2 separate regions of the Pan troglodytes genome follow, and region 1 is linked to region 2. The links are chromatin contacts, called in public Hi-C maps. All regions are on one chromosome and are shown on one strand. Each heading gives the region's core, a stretch centred on a gene start, on an enhancer-like site or on the middle of the called end of the contact. The rest is flanking DNA. Distances are from core to core; before and after follow the strand shown.

The links. A called contact is a pair of places that touch in the nucleus more often than the background predicts.
Region 1: a contact with region 2 is called in a Hi-C map of stem cell-derived neural progenitor cells, with 4 times the contacts expected there. The contact joins two enhancer-like sites. A contact is called at or near these places in 3 of 7 Hi-C or Micro-C datasets (induced pluripotent stem cells and stem cell-derived neural progenitor cells) and 1 of 1 other capture datasets (stem cell-derived neural stem cells).

Annotation. Positions count from the first base shown.
Region 1 is chr14:102,967,104-102,970,609 of NHGRI_mPanTro3-v2.0_pri, reverse strand. It overlaps MBNL2 (muscleblind like splicing regulator 2), which reads right to left. Exons shown (of 8, transcript XM_054665484.2): 7 at 2,288-2,382. Among named protein-coding and RNA genes, the nearest start is that of RAP2A, 67 kb to the left of the region's middle. Within about 2 kb of position 1,564, at least 10 of the 24 cell types and tissues checked have an H3K27ac peak or open chromatin away from gene starts, as enhancers often do. A contact at or near this core is called in stem cell-derived neural progenitor cells and stem cell-derived neural stem cells, where this site is marked.
Region 2 is chr14:102,712,479-102,715,914 of NHGRI_mPanTro3-v2.0_pri, reverse strand. No RefSeq gene overlaps it. Among named protein-coding and RNA genes, the nearest start is that of MBNL2, 28 kb to the left of the region's middle. Within about 2 kb of position 2,019, at least 8 of the 24 cell types and tissues checked have an H3K27ac peak or open chromatin away from gene starts, as enhancers often do. A contact at or near this core is called in stem cell-derived neural progenitor cells and stem cell-derived neural stem cells, where this site is marked.

The sequences.
Region 1 (3,506 bases), core at 315-2,814, 260 kb before region 2:
TGAAAGAAGTTGAAACCTCAACTTATTTCCTTTTCCACTCACACCCTGCCTGAAAGTGATATATTTTAGCTTCTGAATATTCCATGCTTCCAACCTCTGCCTCCCTACACACACACATACACGCACACACACACACACACACACACACAAACTTGAATATACCTATGGAATCTCTCTCTCAAAGTTTTTTTTCTACTAAATGGAGCCAAAGAATCACTAGGCTTGAACAATATATATGACACATGGTCAAATATTTATTATGCTAAAAAAATTTATCCTACAACTCCAAACTATTTCTTTATCTTGGCTTCTTTTCCTTTCTTAAAAAAGATCTCTAAGTGCCCAAAAGGCTAAACTTATCATATAGAATTTCACTGTAACAAATACTGCTATATTATACTTCAAACTTGTATTTTATTTTATTTTAAGACAGGGTGTCACTCTGTCACCCAGGCTAGAGTGCAGTGGCATGATCATGGCTCACTGCAGCCTCGACCTCCCCAGGCTCAGGTGATCCTCCCACCTCAGCCTCCCAAGTAGCTGGGACTACAGGTGTATGGCACCCCGTGCCTGGCTAATTTTTTTCATATTTTTGTAGAGACCAGATTTTACCATGTTGCTCAGGCTGGTCTCCAACTCCTGGGCTCAAGTGATGCTCCTCCCTCGGCTTCCCAAAATGCTGGGATTACAAGCATGAGGCACTGCACTCAGTCCAAACTTGTTTTTTTATAAAAGGACTTTGTAATAAAAATTGGGTCAAAAATCACATAAACATAGTTCAAGGAGGCAGGACTTCAGACTTGAAAGAAACAGGTATCCAGCTTCCCTATTAAGAATGAGTGATTGAGAAGAGCTTTGGACCTAATAATGGAAAGATGCCAACAGTCTCACTCCCTTCTCCCATCCCACATTAAATAATAATAATAATCATCATCTTCCCAGCTAAGGAACTAATCCTTGCCTGTTCTTTGTTCTGTTTGTTTCGAAGCTGGGTTGGCTTTCCTTAGAGGACAGGTTGGCATTTTAGAGGTGGGAGTGAATTGCTGAAGAATCGTCCACAGTTGATTGACACCTGCCTCTGCACTGCTGTTCGGCCTCCCCTCCCTCCCCCACTCTCTGCTCTCTCCTGTTCTGTCACAATGCTGAGGCCACAGTCAGCACTGTCACGGGGTTTAACTTTTATTCCTGCATTCCTGTCCACTCACGCCTCTCTTTGTAGGGATGAAACCTGCAGAGCTGGAATCGTGGATTCACTTGAATGTGGAAAGCAGCATGACTCAGCCCTCCCAGCCTGCAGAATGCGGGTTGGGACTGCCGTGATCCCCCAACACGATTTCCCCTAATTTCTTTTATCCCTTGTCATCTTTTATTAGCAGAGCTGATTTTATTTTTAAAAACCCATGAAACTAAAAACCAAACCAAAATTGTTCTTCTGTGAAGGGAGGGCATGCGCAATGAAGTATTCTTCCAGGCGAGGTGAGAGTTTCTGCTCACTCACCCTCACGCTGTCTCCTTGTGGCTAGGAGCACATGTTTGCAAGTTGGGAGGCTAGGGTCACGGATACAGTCAGCTTGTGACCACAGAGTAGGAAATAGCAGCTGGCTGTCACTACGAAATAGTACATCCATGGTCTCACTGGCACATGCATTAAACCAACAGAGTTAAATGCTCCTCATCAGTTATATCCAGCCTTTGTGAGTTCAGCGGCACCCATGACTCTTCATTCCGGATGGTTTGGCTCTTAGGCCAGTATTGGAGCAGATTGTAAGGTAGGAACCAAGTGAGTTTGGCAGAACCTAAGACTGAGGTCAAATGATCATAAGAATTATTCAGACCTCAAACATGACACTTAGGCCTCAAATATGACTCTTTCTAAGAGGAGATTTTTTTCCTCCACACAGATGATAGGGTCTGAATGAACCGAATTAAAATACAGCCAGTTTTGAAGCACCCATGGGTGTGCGTCTACAATTTTTATGTGGCCATTCACAAACCACTGGATAGGTAATGCTGTACTAAAAGGAATTTAAGCCTGTCAGGTTAATTACACAATATTAGGTACGAAAACAAACAGTGCAACACAAAACATAGCTACATCATTATTTGCAGTAAATGTTAACTCTAAATAAGTGCAACCTGTCTGTAAATGCTTGCTATAAACTAATTAAAAAAATAAAATTTGATGGATAAACATGAAAAAAAAATTCTCACCGAGAATTTTTTTTTTAAATATCAGCACTCATTTAGAGTTTGGGATTTGTGAAAGAAAGCTTTAAAAGGAGCAAACCTGATTGGCTGTGGCTGTTGCTGCGAAGGGGACACTTGTTGCAGGAGTTGTTGCTGCAGAGACAGTGGCGGACGTAGCGCTGTGCATCATGGGTACTTTCAGGAGGGGAACCATGGGAGCAATGAACAGGAGGGTGTAGCATTATGGTAATAGAAGTGGTATTTTGGCATGGTGAATATCAGAGCAGCAAGCCATCATGGGTTAAACCAGCAGATGGCATGCAATCACAATGCAAAGCAAGGAAGCATGGGAGAGAAATAAAAAAGGGAAAATAGCTTATTACAAGTACAATTAAAGGAAGTTTTAAAACATAATCAGTGATTCCCAGAAAGGCCAAAGCAGATTACTTTGGTTGATGTATTTATAAACATTTTATTTCTAATAATAGATCCATTCCCAATTCAGTGTATACAGTGTATGCAATAATGGTTGTTTCTAAAATTGTGAAAGGTGATGTCCAGTGAAGTAAGAATATGTGATCATCACTTTTAATCATAAACTCTGAGACATCCAAGTCTCCATATGGAGACCTAATTTGGGATAGGATGTTCTTTGGAATTATGGTTAAATTGAATTTTTTTTTTCAATTTAGGACTGCTTATATGAAATGCAACTGCTGTGGGTTGTGGTTTATTTGAATCAATAAATGATGGAGCAAACATCATAGCCTTGATGCAAATTCTAATACAGTTACTCTGAAATAGCCAGGAAAAATTTGCAATGTTTCTTTTTCTTGACTCTAAATAGATCTAATCCATATGTCCTAAAGACAGACGTTTGTACCAAGGCATTCATGTGTGTGAGGACAACTATCTGCTACTAAAATTGAACGGCTAAGGGAATGCTGAGGTGCAGAAAAATCATCCCAAATAAATCAGCACTTAAAATTAGAAAAGATAATTAAGTTAGGAAGCTCAGACATGTGGTTTCAAAATACATCCATTTATAATTTGTAAAAAATGAATACTTCTGGGAAACTCTGATCGCTCTAACACACAGCAAAGAGGAGATAAAGGCACACCACTATGAAACTTTCAAACATTGATGAAATTAGCCTGCCTCGCTGATAGAGTAAGCTCTGTTCCTTACGCTATACCATATAAACTATAAAGAGAAACAAAACACAAATCATTAAAAAGCAGACTCGTACTTGTGGCTTTTATGTTTTTGTAGTGATTGTTCTAGCACAAGAGGTCACATTAAAACCGTCATTTTCTTA
Region 2 (3,436 bases), core at 770-3,269:
ATAAAACATTTATCAGCATACCACTGGGACTCAATCCAAAAATAACTTGGCCAGCAAAACAGCCAAAGCCATGTGAAGCTCTGACCAATGGCCTTCTAGGCACAGTCAAGTTAGGGATAGCATGGAAGTTTGTAGAATCTGGAAAAGGGGAAGGAGTTCTTTTTGGGAAACACAGCTTTGTTATGCAGTCAGACAAGGCTATAGACAAGGGACCTACCAGTCAATATGCTAAGGAGGGTGTGGTAGGTACCACTCACATGGACAGGGAAACTTTTTTCATTTGATCAGGGAGTCCAAGTAGACGAATAAGGTGGGTGAGTCGAGAAAGCTGGGATTCAGAAGGGCATACATACAGGGCACTCTGACAGCTAACCTCTGCTTCCTCCCAAGTCCAGACAAAAGCAAATCAGACTTCCACGAGGCATTCCTTAGACATCACAGAGCACTTTCCTCGAGCAAGGCTCAGCAGACCCTGGGTGGGGTAACTGAGGGAGGCAGCTGCAGTTCCTTCTGAGAGACGCTGGATGGATGCCGTCTGTCTCTGATGTCGGAGGCTCCTGCCTGGCCAGTGCAGATTGCGGAATCTCTTCTCTCCCTTCCTGGGTTCCAGGATTCCTCTGACAAGACATTTTATTAGCCCTGACGTGGCTTCCAGCAGGAAGGAAGAAGGGCAGAAACTGTTAAACACAAGAATAGGAAAGGTCCTGGAAAACTCATGGAAGGGGAAACTTGGTTCCGCTTTAAGGGAGAAGTTGATTTGTTTAAAGGAGTCTGGGGATAGCCCTGCCCTTGCCTGAAAAGGCCTCTTTGTAGGTCCCTCTGAGCCATGCATGTTTAAGATGTAGGGAAATCAGCTCAGAGGATCGACACACACAGCCCCCTGAAGCCATGGAGTGAGCTCCTCATTTTAAGCAGCTGCCTGGCAATTGTGTCATTGTCATGGGGCAGTCGAGCATGAGAGTAGGGGTGACAGTGCTTGTTCATCTCAATCCTGCGACCCAAGTTCAAAGGGAATGTCTTCCCAAAGAGGGCTGGGTGTCTGCAGAGGGCGGCACACTCCGCTGATGGCTTAATCTGGAAGAGTAAATTTTGCTTCCACAAGAAAAATGGACTTATTTAGAAAAAGGTTAGGCGTACATGTGGGTAGCTTTAGGAGCTGATATTCCTAAGACTTAACAAGGGAGTAAGGCAGTGACCCTGACTCATCAGAATAGTTGCTGGCCTCAGATCTAGGGGCTGGGGTGGGGGTATTGCAGGCTCCTGGAGAACCCCATGCTGTGCCAGCCTTAACCCTTTGACAGTGGGTTGTGGGGACCCCCTAGGGTCCTGGGGTTGGAGTGAGGGTGGCCGGGCACTAAGAGGACACTGTGCACTAGAGCAGCACCAATGCATAGGGAAATGTCTCCGTATTTTAATGAGTCAACCCATACCTGTGGACATTCCCTGCCTACATGGACCAAGGGGAAAAACTTCCCTCTCTGCCCCGTGCTTCAGTTCATAACCTTGCTAATCATGTATCTGATCTTGTGAGCTGAAGAACAGGAATCTGGATTTAAATTTCTCAAATACATGTTAGATTTCAAGTAGGTTCTTTATTTTCATCTCTCTCTTAACCTCTTCCATTTTTTGAAGAACACCCTTTGATGTCACTCCGATGACGTTTATTAATTATCTTCTCCAAACCTGCTACGACACAAGAAACTTTAGGCACAGTACTGATTCACACTCAATGTTCTATGTTTAGCAACTATCTGAGAAGGATCTGAGTCTGCATTTAGCCCTAAATAGCTACAAATAAGGGAGTAGCAGCAGCATCCCTTCAAAAGCCTTTTTTAGGAAGTGCTGTGCCAGGGGTGGGATGACATGCCAGGAGCTACAGGTGAGGAGAGCCGCTCTCAGCCAACAGGAAACCAAGGTAGCGGCTGATGAAAGCAACAGAGTTGTGTACTACAGAGCAGCATCCCCCCTTCCTCGAGACAGGTTGTAAGGAAACACTGCAGCATGTTTATCTGTCTGCCCAGCCCTATTTAGTGAAAAATGATTGCTCTTTGCCTCTTGTTACCATGCTCAGATGATACTATGGCAACCAGGCTGCACAAAAGGGGAAGGGGGGGCTGACGCTGCTTAGCAACTTGAAGATTTTTAAAAGGCAAGTACTCATTGCAACAGCAACAGTTTTTGAAATGCCAGTTTTCAGGAGAGAAAAGAGAAGAACATTAGAGAAAGCAAATGGAGATGACACAGTAGAGGAAAAGAAAGAAAAGAGAAAGAAAGAAAGAGAGAGAAAGAGAGAGAGAGGGAGGAAGGGAGGGAGGTGGGGAGGGAGAGAGAGAGAAAGAAAGAAAGAGAAAAGAAAAGAAAGAGAGTCATCTGCATGTCACCTTTTCAAAGCTCTTTTTTGTACATCCTCACAGAACTCGCGGGAGCTTGGCTGGGTCTCCGTTCACTGGTGGGGAAACTGAGGCTCACAGGGTGAGTGGCATGCTCAGGGTTTGTCAGCGAGTCGGGGGCAAGGCTGGGACTAATATGCAGGCAGCCCAGTTCCAAATCCCACACTCTTTTTACAGCTTCATGCTTTGAAAAAAAAAGTAACCAGGAAATCTGAGGAAGGGAAAAAATAAAATCACACGAAACTGCCAATGGTGTGAAAAGGATGGGCAGCTGTTTCAGGTAGAAACTCAGCAAAAAGCACAAAAATACATTTGAATGTATTTTCAGAATTAAGTTGAAACGACAAGGTGTTTTCTATGTGATTCATTCATTCATTCACTCATTCATCATTCAGGGCAAAAAAAAGGTGGCACAGACAGTATTAAATTCCAGCATTCCTTGAATGAGCAGGAGGTTGCCTGTTTCTGGAACGTATAGGATCTGGAGGAATTCCTGGGCACTGGAAGGATTCAATGCTGAGGGGATGGAAGAAGAGAAGTGGAGAAAGGAGGGGAGGGGGAAAGTCTTGCCCTGGTTTAGGAAGAAACTGTCTTGAGTAGGACAAACATCCATCGAGATAAATGACCACATCATTTCAACCAAGACTATGTGAACCAAAGACGGTTCAGGTTCCAGTCTGCATTTCTCACTGGCTGATATTACATTTCTCAGCTCCTCTGCCACTCCAGCCTTCCACCCTTGGAAGCGAAATGCTAGATGGCTTACAAAACAGAGCTCGAACATGGAGCCACTACGGCGCTGAGCTTGTCTGGAGGGCCCAACAACAGGCAACGACAACACTAAGGAAACATCCTATGTCAGGCTAACGGGCGTTCTCTGAGGCAGAACTTGATAGAATGGGTTTCTGTAGATTGTGCCCTTTCTTTAATTAACTCAGTATTTAAGAGATGCCATTCAAGTCAGACCAAAGGTCTAAATCAGAACTGACCTTTCTGAAGCTGGCACAAGTTTTGTCTTTGTTTTGGGCTCTATGAAGGGTGAGTGG